Linked DNA regions of Mus musculus: all the other regions are linked to region 1. The links are chromatin contacts, called in public HiChIP or PLAC-seq and promoter capture Hi-C maps. All regions are on one chromosome and are shown on one strand. The core of a region is the stretch at or near the end of the contact, and the rest is flanking DNA. Distances in the headings are between cores, read along the strand shown.

The links. Promoter capture Hi-C pulls out the DNA fragments that hold promoters and counts their contacts. HiChIP or PLAC-seq counts read pairs in DNA pulled down with a chosen protein or histone mark.
Region 2: a promoter capture Hi-C map of embryonic stem cells shows a contact between it and region 1, with 6 times the contacts expected there. The contact joins the promoter of Cass4 here to the promoter of Dok5 in region 1. A contact is called at or near these places in 4 of 39 promoter capture datasets (cranial neural crest, embryonic stem cells and hippocampal neurons).
Region 3: a contact with region 1 is called in an H3K4me3 HiChIP or PLAC-seq map of embryonic forebrain, with 8 times the contacts expected there. The contact joins the promoter of Mc3r here to the promoter of Dok5 in region 1. A contact is called at or near these places in 4 of 39 promoter capture datasets (cranial neural crest, embryonic stem cells, liver and 1 more), 2 of 115 datasets of contacts at active chromatin or transcription factors (embryonic forebrain and forebrain) and 1 of 9 other capture datasets (embryonic stem cells).
Region 4: an H3K4me3 HiChIP or PLAC-seq map of neural tube shows a contact between it and region 1, with 8 times the contacts expected there. The contact joins the enhancer-like site here to the promoter of Dok5 in region 1. A contact is called at or near these places in 2 of 39 promoter capture datasets (embryonic stem cells and hippocampal neurons), 3 of 484 Hi-C or Micro-C datasets (cortical neurons, frontal cortex and nephron progenitors) and 3 of 115 datasets of contacts at active chromatin or transcription factors (embryonic forebrain, forebrain and neural tube).

Annotation. Positions count from the first base shown.
Region 1 is chr2:170,730,236-170,733,753 of GRCm38.p6, forward strand. Dok5 (docking protein 5) reads left to right here and starts at 1,572. Exons shown (of 8, transcript NM_029761.4): 1 at 1,572-1,953. The coding sequence starts at 1,888.
Region 2 is chr2:172,392,119-172,395,636 of GRCm38.p6, forward strand. It overlaps Cass4 (Cas scaffolding protein family member 4), which reads left to right and starts at 1,526. Exons shown (of 7, transcript NM_001080820.3): 1 at 1,526-1,887. The coding sequence starts at 1,852.
Region 3 is chr2:172,246,762-172,250,279 of GRCm38.p6, forward strand. Mc3r (melanocortin 3 receptor) reads left to right here and starts at 1,731. Exons shown (of 1, transcript NM_008561.3): 1 at 1,731-3,518. The coding sequence starts at 2,099. The coding sequence ends at 3,070.
Region 4 is chr2:172,220,312-172,223,829 of GRCm38.p6, forward strand. No RefSeq gene overlaps it. Among named protein-coding and RNA genes, the nearest start is that of Mc3r, 26 kb to the right of the region's middle. Within about 2 kb of position 1,605, at least 1 of the 459 cell types and tissues checked has an H3K27ac peak or open chromatin away from gene starts, as enhancers often do. A contact at or near this core is called in neural tube, where this site is marked.

The DNA.
Region 1 (3,518 bases), core at 322-2,821:
GCAATCGATTCATTTTCTGTTCCTGTGACACTGTAATTGGTGTACAAATGAAGTGCTGGACAGGTGTCGTTCACAGACACCTCCGCTTCACGGTCGCCATGGGCAGGGTCGGTTAATAGTGCTAGCTCTTCCAAAGCAGCCTTCCAAATGACTTCATTTTCTCCTCTTTGGGCAAAAGGCGGACACTTACAACATCATTTTTCATAGAACAGAAACACGAAGACAGAGCAGATGGTTTACAATATAGCAAAGAGTTCTCCTCATGGGCACCTCTGTTTTCTGGTTGTCCCAATTTAGCCTCAATTCTATGACACATTCTTGGGTGATTTCTCTTCTTTGACTGACTAATACCCATCAAGCCAGGATGACTAAAGTGAGAGTTCCCACAGACAAAGGAAGTCCTGTATGATATTAGAGATGAGGGGAACTCAATGTCATCAGATCTCAGGACCTGTGAAATAGATGACTCGTCCTCTGTGACTCTCACTGAAGGTCGCCCAGCTCATTAGCTCTGACTGAGGTCACCTCTGGTGACCAAGAATGGTCTAGCTGTTGAGTAAAGGGAGACCAAGACCTACGTTGGAGATCAAGAAGCAACCTTGTGCTTATGACGTCAGCCCAACATCGTCCCTTCAGCAGCCTCATCCCGTTGTCCTGGCCCTGTGCTGGCCAGCTGTGGGATGGTGGGCAAGTCCCCAGGGACTGCCTCTTCTCAGCTTCGGATTCTGTAAAACCTAGATGCTAAAATCACCATCACTCTTCCCGTAGCAAAGCCGGGAAAGACGATGTTAAGAGAGTATCAGCGGTGATCAACTTAAGTTTGCTAAAGGAAGGCGGAGCACAATGTTTGCCAGGGGCGGCTATCTTGTCAGGTTATGAAGGTTTACGTGGGAACCTGGTAATTACACAAAGAGGCCACACCTCTATGGGCGCAGGGGAGCTGAACAAAGTCAATGCGTACAAAGGATGCCCGGTACAAGTTGCTACTGACAAAGTCCTGAGATTTATTGATCATCTATATAGAGCGGGGGTTGGGGGTGGTGGTGGTTGAGGACAAAGCAGTGACAGACCAAGAATCAGCTCCGGAGAAACTTACAGTCTTACTGGGAAGACAGGCTCAAACCAGAAAAGGGACAATGATACAAGCCTCGAGCTTCACAGCAGGGAGTCCTCATGGAAGAGCTGAGCATAAGCCATGGGGATGGAGATGGCTTTCCCTTTATATGTAGAGGTCACAAGTAAACCACACAGCTCAGTCTCCCTCGACACAGACACACCCTTAATTAGCTCTTATGTGAAAATGATGGGGCTGAAGGGATGGGTTGGGGCACACACAGCTGTTTTTTTTAAAAAAAAAGAGTCCGATGTCCTTCTCTCTAAACGACAGGCAGGAGCTGGAGCTTCGTGGATGTCTGCTATGCGCAGGGACGCGCAGCCGCCCCTGGGGAGAGGAGGTGGGATCAGGGCGGCTGGGGGCCAGGTGGGCGGAGGCCGGGGGAGGGGATCCGTGCGCTCCTCCTTCTGGGCCATCTCTGCTTCCTCCTTCCTCTCTTTGCTCCTCTGTTCTGGTCCTTCTCCTCCTCCTGGGAGCTGGAGCGGCTCCTCCTCCTGGCAGGCTGCCGCCCAGTCAGCTGACGCCGCGCTCCAGTCTCGCCTCCCCGCCGCTCTCCCCCAAAGTGGCTGCTGGGCGCCGGCGGGCCGCCCACTTTCAGGCTTTGGGGAGACAGGGGAAGCGATGTGCGCCTTCTGACGCCTGGTTTCACCGCATCACCTTGTTAACTTTCACTCCCTCAGTCTCTGTCCTGACCCTCCTCCCCACATCCCTCCTCGAAGCCACTCAGGGTGCCGAGCGCACGCTGGGGGCAGCAGGGTCACTGTCTGTCTGGGATGGCTTCCAATTTTAATGACATAGTGAAGCAGGGGTACGTGAGGATCCGGAGCAGACGCCTAGGGGTACGTATCATCCTTTCTGTGATCCTTGTTCACGACTTCAGGGTCTGTGTCTGCGGCCAGCATCCCGGTTCCTGGCGCTGGAGATTTGCTTGGTGGCTCTCGCAGCCCACATCCCAGGCTACCGCGGCTGCGGCGCTAACGCCAGCATCCAGTATGTCATGGAGCTATCTTTATCTCTCGGATGGCTTGACTTTCTGGCGGTGGCTACTGGAGCCCATTGACTCGGAATAAATATTTCCCGGTAGCCATGGGTGCTGAATCTGGAAAGCATGGCATGGTGCTGAGCCTGCCGGATGTCCCCGGCCGGCATCCCACTCGCGCCAACTTAACTTTTCCAGGGGATGGATGGAGGCCAGGACACAGGGCAGATATTCTGAGTGGGGATCAAGGTCAGTGACTATCTGGCCCCAGGGACTCTGCTCTGCGGCTCAGGTGTTGGCAGAGGAGGAGAGAGCTGGCCTCAGGCAGGGCCAACTCCCTGGTAGAACCCCAGATCGGAACTTCCTTACTCTTGAGCCTGGGCAGTGGGTTTCTGTTTTTTAGACTCCACCTTCTGAGTCCGACTGGGCGATCAGATCCACATTTCTTGTGGAGCATGGTGCCTGCGTAAAGCTCCTGGAATATGAGCTGAAAGAATGAATGAATCCCAATGGCTCCCATCTTAAGGCTGTTTGCTTTTCTCTTGTTGGGGGCACTTCAGGAGAGAACCATCCTGCCTTTCTTTGGGTTTTAAGAGACAGTACAGTCTTTAGGGAGGGGTGGACATTGGAGTATGTATGCACATATATGTATATGAATATATGTATACATATATATGAATATGAATGTGTGTGTGTGTATTTCAGCCCACCCCACTTCTTCTTGCCATGTGTCTAATACCTTGGCTGTTTTTGTTGGTTTGTGTTTGTCAGAGGCTGGGGGCGGGGGCGGGGGTGGGGGTGGTGGTGGTGAGGCAGAGCTGAGATGTAAGTTTACTTAGCAAGGAAAGCTAGTGTTGGTGAGAATGTCAATGTCTCCATTAGGCTGAGTGATCCAATGAGTATTTTTGTCCACAAATACATTGTATCTGCTACCAGTCTTTTATATGGTCTCTGGCGGCGGCTTCTTCTTCTTCTTCTTCTTCTTCTTCTTCTTCTTCTTCTTCTTCTTCTTCTTCTTCTTCTTCTTCTTCTTCTTCTTCTTCTTCTTCTTCTAAATGTGCCTTTAATTTGACTGGGAATAAAAGAAATTTCTCAGTAGTAACTGTCGCTAGAGAGGGATGTCTGCTGGGGAGAAACAGCCTGGATTGTTATAAAACTCTTGCTTGCTTCCTTTGGCCTATTTCTCTCTTTGCTATCTCCCTGCGGCTGGTTACTATGTTTGAACAGTCAAGTTCTCTTGTCTGTGACTGTTGTAAACACAGAGAAGGAGAACGTATCAAAACTAACCAACTTTCCTGGATTCGCTATAGTTTCTTTGATTCTCCCCAGGGTCCTCAACCCAGTGACTTCCATGTGACTAGAAAGAAATCCTGAGTGTCACACTTTTTTATTATCTTGTGGCCATCATGTATGAGTTTTAAAGAG
Region 2 (3,518 bases), core at 276-2,775, 1.7 Mb after region 1:
GAGAGCACGCCTTCTGATCTGTCCCTGTGCAGAGCAGTGGGCTGAAGCTCTTATGATTCACAACTCCTCTCTGCAGCTACAGCGTTTCCTAAAATGGAGCTCGCACTGCCTCTGATCTGACGCACCCCACCCTTTTCAGAATGTGTCTCTCTTGTGAAAAGCCTTCTGGAAATTACTACTTCTTCCCTGTGGACTTTGGCAGGGAGCATGTGGCTGACAGCTACTTCTATTTGCTAAGACAGATTCACACCGTAGTCCAGACTGGCCTAGAACTCTGAGGTGGCCCAGAACAGCCTTAAAGTCGCAGCTGTTCTCCTGTCTCAGCACTGTAGATGTGGGGGTGGGAGCATGCCCGGTTCTACATTTGTCTAGAGCCTGTTCATCCTGTCTAGTCATTGTCACCCCCTTTCGCTACTGTCGCCTGCAGATTGCTGATCACTGGTTCCTTAAAGACCATTTAAAATAGAGACAGCATTCTATCTGTTTGCTTGTTTTGATTGCATTTATTTTATCTGGGGAGGGAAGTATGCACACGAGTGGCAGTATGCATGCAGAGGTCAGAAAGACAGCTTGCAGGAGTCCTCTTCTCCCACCGTGTAATTCCAATAACTCCAACAAGTTTTCAGCTTAGCAGCTGACAGCTTCACCCACTGAACCATCTCACTGGTTCAATTTTTTTAAATTTACTTTTTTTTTCCACTTTGAGTTCGGGGCTGGCCCCAAACTTACTTTGTAAGTCAGGCTATCATTAAACTCACTGAGATTAGCCAGCCTCTGCTTTCTGGGAGTGCTGGTATCAAAGGAGAGTGCCACCGTGGTCTGGCTATGGCATGCTTTTTAAATCTCACACCTGGGAGGCAAAAATAGGTGGGTCTTGGTGAGTTTAAGGCCAGCCTGGTCTACAGATCGAATCCCAGGGGAGCTGGGAGGAGCTGCTTAGAAGAGGGGACCCTTATGCTGAAATGAAATGAAGCCTAAGCTAGTTTTGGGTTTTTGTTTTGTTTTCTTATTTGTTTGTTTGGTTTTTTTGGGGTTGTTTGTTTGTTTGTTTGTTTTTGGTTTTGGTTTTGTTTGTTTTTTGGTTTTTTTTTTTTTGTACTCCGTGGCTCCTCTCTGGATATTGGGTCTGAGTTGAGGGAAACTTTAAACTTGGGAAGTCGTGAGGACTCCACTTCATGAGTTCAGAGCACTCGCTTGACACAAAGAGCCAAGTGTGGGGCAGTATCTGGTGCTCTCAGCAGCGCCCGCTAAAATATAACCACGGAGAATTGGAGTGAAGGTGTAGAAAACGTGGGGTTCAGAGCAGGGCAGTTTACTCCTGTTACCCCAGCTGTCACACCGCAGGGGACAGGAAGGAAGACATGCTGACCCTCAGCGGAAGTCCAGCAGCTTTGCTTCATCATGGAAATGTGTTGCCTCGCTGGGTGGGAATTGTTCCATTAGTCTTCAAGGGACAAGAATGCGGTGTGATCCTACGCTGGGCTGCTCAAAGTAGGAACTTCACCTTGTAAAGCAGAAGGGTGGGTTTTTTTTTTTTTTTTTTTTTCTCCTTCTTCTTCTTTTGTGGTTTCACACAGCAAAGGAGTGTCAGCCTCCACTTACCATGAAGTGGGACAGCAGGCATGGAGGCGTGGGTGTGGCCTGAAGCTCTGGCCCCGCCTCCCCCGTTCCTTTCATTTGACTCTCTTTACTTGAAAGAATCATCTCGACTGTTTCCATGTGTTGGCAAACAGTTCCATAGAATCCAGCTCCTGGGAACCAGCCAGCAGCATGCAGTGATATTGCATCATTGGTCCCTGGAACCAGATATATCAGCGGCAGAACTCCGAGGACCCTGCTCACATCACAGCCATGAGAGGCACCAGCATCAGAGAGGGTGCGCCCAAGGTGAGTGACTGATTGGGGCTGAGTGCATGAGAGCAACAGTTGACTCAACTGTTTTTATCTTTGGGTCTCTAATGAACACGAAGGGTAGGTTATTAGTGGCAGGCAGGTTTGGAATGAGAAAGCTTTGCTCTTTACCAGTTGTTGGTTTCAAGATGACTGGAAATGATGGGGTGAAATCGGCAGGAGGCAGACAGCCCAAGCCCCCACTGTGTGTCTCTTCACCACTCAGCAAACTTCTTAAACATTCTCTCTTTCTCTGCATCCTGAAGGTGCTTAGTGTGGCTCTCAAGGATTCTGACTGGCTTGGGGCACTCACTTCTCTTGAATAGAGAGAGCTTAGACCTTGGCTCTACTCTTGCTAACTCCAATAAGGACACCCATGAACTGCCTTCGTGTTCCTTTGGGCGCTGGGGACTGGAACTCTGGTACAAACTGCAAGTCTGGGCCAGGAACCAAGAGACGGTCCTATAGCATATGTATAGCATGGCACACTGCTAACCCAAGAAGGGCACTGGAGCCTGAGATGTGACGATGGTACTTGCAATACAGGCATAAGGACCTGAATTCAGTACCCAGTACCCACATAAAAAAACAAAAAACAAAAAACAAAAACAAACAAAAAAAACAGGCATGAAAGCGTGTACCTGTAACCCCAGAGACGGCAAGGAGGTGACAGCAAGGTCCCTGTAGTTCTCTGGCCAGCATCCCTAAGACAAGCAACTCCAACTCCACACACACACACACACACACACACACACACACACACACACACACACACAAATAAAGTGGGTGGGTGATGGAGAAGGACATTGTGACATCAACTTTTGGGTTTCACACACCCATACTGTATGCGGGGGCTTGGGGAGAAGGAGGAGAGATCACAAGGAAAGTGAAGCTCACAGTCGTTGCTTTTCTGTCCCCTCCTATTCTTTCAAAATGTGATAGAATGGTAGATACAAAAGAGCCATGAAACAGTTGCTAAATGGGAGGCTGCTTGCCGGAATTAAATGTTGCTTGTCATTGTGATAGTAACAAGTGTTGGGCGTGGGATCCAGGGCTGGGGTCTGTGGCGACTCCTTGTTTAGATGACTTGTAAATATCTGAGTTGAGAATCTTGCCCCACAAAGCGCTGGGGAAGTGAGTAGTTGAGCCAGCCCCACTAAATCTTTCATCCAAAGGCATCCCCGCAGTTCCGGGCAGTCTGTCTCTCCGGCAGTCTGTCTCTCCGGCATACGGCCTCTGTCTGTACATCGACTGATGCTACAGCTCTGCTCACTGTTGCTGTTCAGCTTCGTGAAAATAAATAGCCAGCCCTGCACTCCTCCCTCCTGGGCTGGGGATGTTGTTCCGTTGGCAGAGCACTTGTCTCACAGGCACAAAAGCCCGGGTTTTGTCCCCAGCATGGGCTACACAGGCCTGTAACCCAAGATGATGGGGAATTCAAGGCATCCTCAGCCAGGGCCATCAACAACAGCAGGACATGCTTCATTCCTGTGCGTTTGACCTGTATCCTTACCTTCACATAGGTATTATGAGCCCATTTGAACGTCAGAACAGTCTCCAAAAACACCCTTGGGTCTGTTTGTCCAGTTCAAGGCTTCATCTCAAGGTCACACTCTTTGCCAGGTCTT
Region 3 (3,518 bases), core at 481-2,980, 1.5 Mb after region 1:
GAATCATGCACAGAAAAGCCAGGAAACTGGAAGGTTCATCTGTCTAGCAGCTTCATTGACGTCCAGGGTTTGGTTTGGAGCACTGGGGATCAAACTCATGCTCCTTACTTATTAGACACGTGCTCTACCACTGGGCTACATCCCAGCCCTCTTCATGTTTTTAATCTTGAGGCAGGGTCTCACTAAGTTGCCCAGTTTAGCTTTGAATTCACTCTGTAGCTCAAGCAGGACCTGGACTCAAAACTCTCCTACCTCAGCATCTTGAAGTCAGAAGAAAGCACAGCTCCCACCTCAAAGGGAGCCAGAGGTTGTTTATTTTGGAAGCAAGTATGAGTGGCTACGCCTGGTACATATATATGGCTTCAGCTCATCTCCAAATCAGGTTGCAGTATGGGAATGTTTTCATGTGGTTTTATAAATACAAAACAAAAGAAAGTAATAAATCATGGTATCTTTCAAGTATATTAGTGGGCATAGCATGTAGGCAGGTTACAGCAAAGCTGGGGACTTCTTGCTCTGGGTTTCTGATGCTGTGTCGTGAGGTGGGGTGGGTGGGAATTGGTGATCTGCAAATTTATTACATTCCCAAAGGTCTCCCGTAGTAGGTGATACCCACAATATAATATTACATCACACACAGGATGGCTATTATATGGTCTAAATATAGCCAAAGATAGCTGGGAGATGTGGCTCGGTTGGTAGAGTGCCTACCTAGCATGCATGTAGCCTTGGGTTCAATCCCCAGCACCTCAGAAGCCAGGCGGGGTGATGTGCCTGCAATCCCTGCAGTCGGCACACAAAGGCAGGAGGATCAGAAGTTTAACCTTATCCTTGGCTTCATAGTGAGTTCAAAGCCAGCCTGGCATAGGTGATACCCTGTCTGCAGAAAATAAAATAGCCCAAGATAGTTTGGCCATGAATCTGTCACATCCCAACTTGACACAAACAGGAAACTTCTGCTCAGACCAGCCTACATCTCTACCAGGTCCAGATGCTGATGTAATTTAGAAAGTAGCAATGACCACCTCAGCCTCCAGAAATCATGCCCTGACCAATCAAGAGCCATCAACATTGGAGCCAAACACTCTCCTCCCATAGCAAAAAAGGTTGAGACTCCCCGAAGGGCCAGGAGCAGTTGACATACTTTAATAATAAACTATTTTTAAATGAAGGCATGCATATTGTGTCTTAGACTTATTAAATTGCACGTTTAATGAACTATTAGTGCAGGTTTCATTTTTATGTGTTCTTGGAAATAAACAAAAATTGGTGTAATTCTCGTGACTGTGTTACTTGCTTCTCTATGGAGTTCCTGGGTGACAGCTGCAATATTGTCAATGTGTGAGCACAATTCTCTGATTTCTCTTCCTCCATCCTAGACGCTGGTTGGCGGTGGCGGGGGTCGGGGGAAGGGCTGGGCCAGCGCTTCTCTTGTTTCCTTCTGTATTTCTTACACCCAGTGCAGACCTGACCCATACCAACCCACAAACGGCCAGCAGCAGAATGAATGCTGATCTCTCTTTACCGGGCAGGTCCGAACTACTCCTACACGAGCGCAGGTGAGCAGTCCGGACTGCAGGGGGCGCCAATCTGCTTCCTCATCTCCCCGGTGGAACCCGGAGCCCCGACCTGCTGTCAGTCAGACAGTGCCAGCTGCTCAGTGGTCATTTTGCTGCACTGGAGATGAAGTAGGAGTTCCGATGCATAAAACCCGAGTGCTCTCTCTTCTCACATCTAGCGTCAAGTCCCACAACCCCTGGCTCGCTAGAAGTAGAGCTGTAACTGTAGCAACGGGTGTCGGGTGGGGATGAGAGAAGACTGGAGAGAGAGGGTCAGAGCTAGAGGGGATGAGGCAGGCTGATCAGACTCTGCACTGATTGCTGGAGACCGCAAAGGAAAGTTCTTTCTATGTCTCCAAGCCCCACTCCCTCTCTATCTATCTATCTATCTATCTATCTATCTATCTCTCCCTCTCTGGAGAAACTAAAGTCTAGACTGGACAGCATCCACAAGAGAAGCACCTAGAAGGAGAATTTTCCCCAGCAGCTTGCTCAGGACCCTGCAGGAGCCGCAGCTGGGACTGGACCTGCTGTTAACCATGAACTCTTCCTGCTGCCTGTCTTCTGTTTCTCCGATGCTGCCTAACCTCTCTGAGCACCCTGCAGCCCCTCCTGCCAGCAACCGGAGCGGCAGTGGGTTCTGTGAGCAGGTCTTCATCAAGCCGGAGGTCTTCCTGGCTCTGGGCATCGTCAGTCTGATGGAAAACATCCTGGTGATCCTGGCTGTGGTCAGGAATGGCAACCTGCACTCTCCCATGTACTTCTTCCTGTGCAGCCTGGCTGCAGCCGACATGCTGGTGAGCCTGTCCAACTCCCTGGAGACCATCATGATCGCCGTGATCAACAGCGACTCCCTGACCTTGGAGGACCAGTTTATCCAGCACATGGATAATATCTTCGACTCTATGATTTGCATCTCCCTGGTGGCCTCCATCTGCAACCTCCTGGCCATTGCCATCGACAGGTACGTCACCATCTTCTATGCCCTTCGGTACCACAGCATCATGACAGTGAGGAAAGCCCTCACCTTGATCGGGGTCATCTGGGTCTGCTGCGGCATCTGCGGCGTGATGTTCATCATCTACTCCGAGAGCAAGATGGTCATCGTGTGTCTCATCACCATGTTCTTCGCCATGGTGCTCCTCATGGGCACCCTATATATCCACATGTTCCTCTTCGCCAGGCTCCACGTCCAGCGCATCGCAGTGCTGCCCCCTGCTGGCGTGGTGGCCCCACAGCAGCACTCCTGCATGAAGGGGGCTGTCACCATCACTATCCTGCTGGGTGTTTTCATCTTCTGCTGGGCGCCTTTCTTCCTCCACCTGGTCCTCATCATCACCTGCCCCACCAATCCCTACTGCATCTGCTACACGGCCCATTTCAACACCTACCTGGTTCTCATCATGTGCAACTCCGTCATCGACCCCCTCATCTACGCCTTCCGCAGCCTGGAGCTGCGCAACACGTTCAAGGAGATTCTCTGCGGCTGCAACAGCATGAACTTGGGCTAGGATGCCCGTGGAGGTGTTCCACATCCAGCCAAGAGACAAAAACAACGCTCAGACGGGACGTAAAAGGGTGTTAGGAGCTGGAACTGTGCTTGGCTTCGTCTGTAAGCTCGTGGCCCTTTGCAGACGGGACACGGCGTAGGATGGGCTGTCTGTGAGGATCTGTGTGTGGGTAAGTCAGTTTGATCTAGCACATAGCCTGGAAGAATCAGGCAAAGCAGCCCTGAGTGTCATCTGTGTTCATTGCTAGGCACCCAGGGTTTGTGGCCCCTGCCTGCTTATTGGCTTTGTACCAGTAACTGTGCTTCAAGCCAACCAGACCGGAGGGCTCTCGTGAGCAGAAAGAGTGCTTAGACTTCCGGCAAGCATCCTGGCTCACAGCGGCCACCTCCTGACCACTACCGGGAGAGCTTTGCACATATTCTGTGGGAGATTGAGTGAAGCCCTGAAA
Region 4 (3,518 bases), core at 355-2,854, 1.5 Mb after region 1:
CGCTACTTTCCGGGCATGTTTGTATAAATTAGTAAAACTGCCTTTTCTGAAGGTATCCATTTTCCATCCATTTCCCAGAAAGAAAAAAATAGTCTTAAAAATCGTCTTAAGGGCTGGAGAGATGGCTCAGCAGTTAAGAGCCTTGGCTGCTCTGCCAAAGGTCCTGAGTTCAATTCCCAGCAACCACACGGTGGTTCACAACCATCTGTAATGGGATCTGATGCCCTCTTCTGGTGTGTCTGAAGACAGCTACAGTGTACTCATATAAATAAAATAAATAAATATTTTTTTAAAAAATCATCTTAAGTACACTTCTGGGCAGGCACTTCCTGTTGGTGGGCGTTATGCAGCCTGCACACCAGTACACGGCTTTCAGCTTTTCCCATAAGCCTCTACCACCCCACCCACCAGTTAATTTTCCCCTAGGCTTTGAGTGGGGTGTGTTTCTATTTATATTTGATATTTACACTGGAAAGATGAAAGGAGGAGGTCTGGGAGGGTTACAGGAGATTCGAGTGGTTGTCGCTTTTGTTTGTTTGTTTTGTGTTTTCCTTTTGGTGTGGGGCAATAATCTATGCCAACTCTCACGAATCCTCTTAGAAATTCATGGATGTTCTTGTTTACAGTCAGAACGCCCCCCCCCAACCCCCTTCCACCTTGAACCCCTCTCCTCCCCCCTGCACCTTCTCTGCCTCTGCCATTACCTGAGAGCAGACAACTTCCTTCCAGATTCCTCACGTCAGTCATTAACCCCCATCTGCCTGCTCCTGGATTTCAGTCTGTAACCCTGGAAGTGACCCCATTAGAATATAGAAAAGGAGGCACATCACTACTGCTGGGGTGGGGGTCAATAAACACCTTCTTGTTTTGGCTTTGGTGTATTTTGGGGTGGTTTGGTTTGTAGGAAGATTTTAGAGACCCAGGCAGCACCACTCTGTTGGGAAAAGACTCAGTCCACCTCTAGTGGCAGAAAGTGCATCTTGAGGTAGGTGACCCCACCCCACCCTATCTCTGACAAAATATCTTGTTAGTTAATGTATTGTCTGGTTTCGTGTGTCAACTTGGCACAAGCTGGAGTTATCGAAAAGAGCCTCCCTTGAGGAAATACCTCCATGAGATCCAGCTATAAGGCATTTTCTCTGTTAGTGATCAAGGATGGGAGGGCCAATTGTGGGTGGTGCCATCCCTGGATGGCAGTCTTGGGTTCTATAAGAATGCAAACTGAGCAAGCCAGGGGAAGCAAGCCAGTAAGGAACATCCCTCCATGGCCTCTGCATCAGCTCCTGCTTCCTGACCTGCTTGAGTTCCAGTCCTGACTTCCTTGGTGATGAGCAGCAATGTGGAAGTGTAAGCAGAATAAACCCTTTCCTCCCCAACTTGCTCTTTGGTCGTGATGTTTGTGCAGGAGTAGAAACCCTGACTAAGACAGTTAAGAAGCTTGCCTACATAGTTTAAACACATTTAAGCCTTGGTTTGTTTAAGCTCCTAGCAAAATCCTCTCCCAAGAGAATTTCCCAGAGCTGCGATGCGCAGTCTGGCCGGAAGGTGGCGCCAAATCCTCTCGTGTGGCGTTAGCGAAGTTGGGCTGCTCAGGGTCCGTATGATCCTAGAACTCTGACTTTCTATTACTTTCCACGCACATCTGCTTTCCCTTCAACCAGAGAAAAGTTTGCTGTGTATTTATTTCCATACGTGCATCCCAAGGCACAGAATAAAATTTGGTGAAATGTTTGAAATCAGCTAAGTAAAACAAATTGCAGTCTCCAAGGAGCGTCCTAGAAGCTGCAATTTACTATTCTCTCGATCCAGTCTGCACAGTTCCACTGAGGTAGGAAGTACAGCCATGGTAGAATTCAGTCGGCAAGCAAGGGCCCAAACCCGCAGTGCACTGGTGAGCACTGGACAGGGAGTCCTAGGGCCTGAGGAACTGGACTTCTCAAGGGCATTTGCCTGACAGCAGCAGGCAGAAAGCTCAGTTGTTACCTGGCAGAGTAGGGACAGAGTAGACCAGGTACCAGCTGAGAGGTGGGCTTCAGAGTCCCCATTGGTATTCAAATCGCCTTGGTGACAGTAGAGAAGTTATTCATCTGAAGGCAGATCTTTGCAAGTGGGGGATGGGGGGAGAGGGGTCTCCATACCAGGACCAAATTGGAATCCTTTCCCTGACTTCTTTAAAATTGTGCTGGTGAAGGGCACGGAAAAGCAGCTCTTGTGAATATCGGTCTCCAAGCAGGGGGCATTCGCTGTTCCCGTGTCCCCTCCCCCTGCTCCGGAGCCTTCTCAGGGATCTTGGCCAATCACAGGAGGACATTTACTGTTCTCCTGACCAGTCACAGGTGGGCATTCGCTGTTCCTTTGTCCTTGCTTCAAACAAGAACCAAAAGATCCAGACTCAAGAACCAAAACCCAGAGCCATACCACAAGTGTGGGGACATGACAGGGACCCTATCCAAGTGAAGACAGCATCCTCCATGTCCTACCTCACACACGAACTGTCACTGGTCAACAGAGGGAAAAAAAAAAGCCAGCTCCATCTGCTGACAGGAGAGATGCTCAGAGGAAATACGCTCTCAGAGAGCAGGGAAGAGGAAGCCTGGGTGACCCTAATCAGACATCACCACGCAGAAACAGCATGAGGACCTGTGCCCACTAGCGCTCATTCAACAACCCTGTGTCAGTGTAGATGGGAACAGGACAATATGAGCATATATTAAAGGGGATTAGGTTGGCTCGAACGAGATGGTCTGGGTGGTCCATACAGTCACCAACAATGATGGCCTTCATCAGAGGGGCCGAAAACCTGGCAGTTGCTCAGTTCCGAAGGCTGAGTGCCTTACTGGTACCAATTTGGCACCAAAGGGCTGGAGAGTTCCCAGATTGCTGCTGGGCTTTGGCCCCTGTTGAAAGCCTGAAGCAGCTGGTTCTAATATCTGGGAAGGGAAAAGTAATGAGGGCAACAGGGTAGATGAACGCCCTAGGGAGTCTAAAGCCTGTGACCACTGAAAAATCAAGTTTCTCCTCTCTTGCACTTTACCTGGGCTGCTACCAATGGGACTGTCTGCATTTAGTGCGGTCTCTCCACATCTAGGCATTCAGGACAAGAGCCCACACACAGGCCAGCCTGATATAGACGGTCCCTCACCAAGGCCTGAAGCCCAGGTTGTGCTGTTCCTAGGTTGTATCAAGTTGACAAGCCTAGCTGGCATTCCTCTCTACAAGAAACAAGGAGTGTGGTTGACCCTTCTTGATGATGAGGTAAGAGGATAGAGCTACCGGCCCCACCCTCTGAGACTCCTGCACACAAGGGTCTCCAACCAGGCCTCAGGCTCCCAGTGACCATGCAGAGAAAAAGCCTGGGCTCCACAGATGCAAACAGCACAACGCGCATCCTGCAAATAGTCAAGGTCGGATACCCTCTCAACACAGCACTCTCTTGTTTAACAATTACCAGCTTTCAGCCTAGACCAAAGGGAAGGAGCCATCAGGGATCACTGAAGATACTAACAATTGGTCCCTCC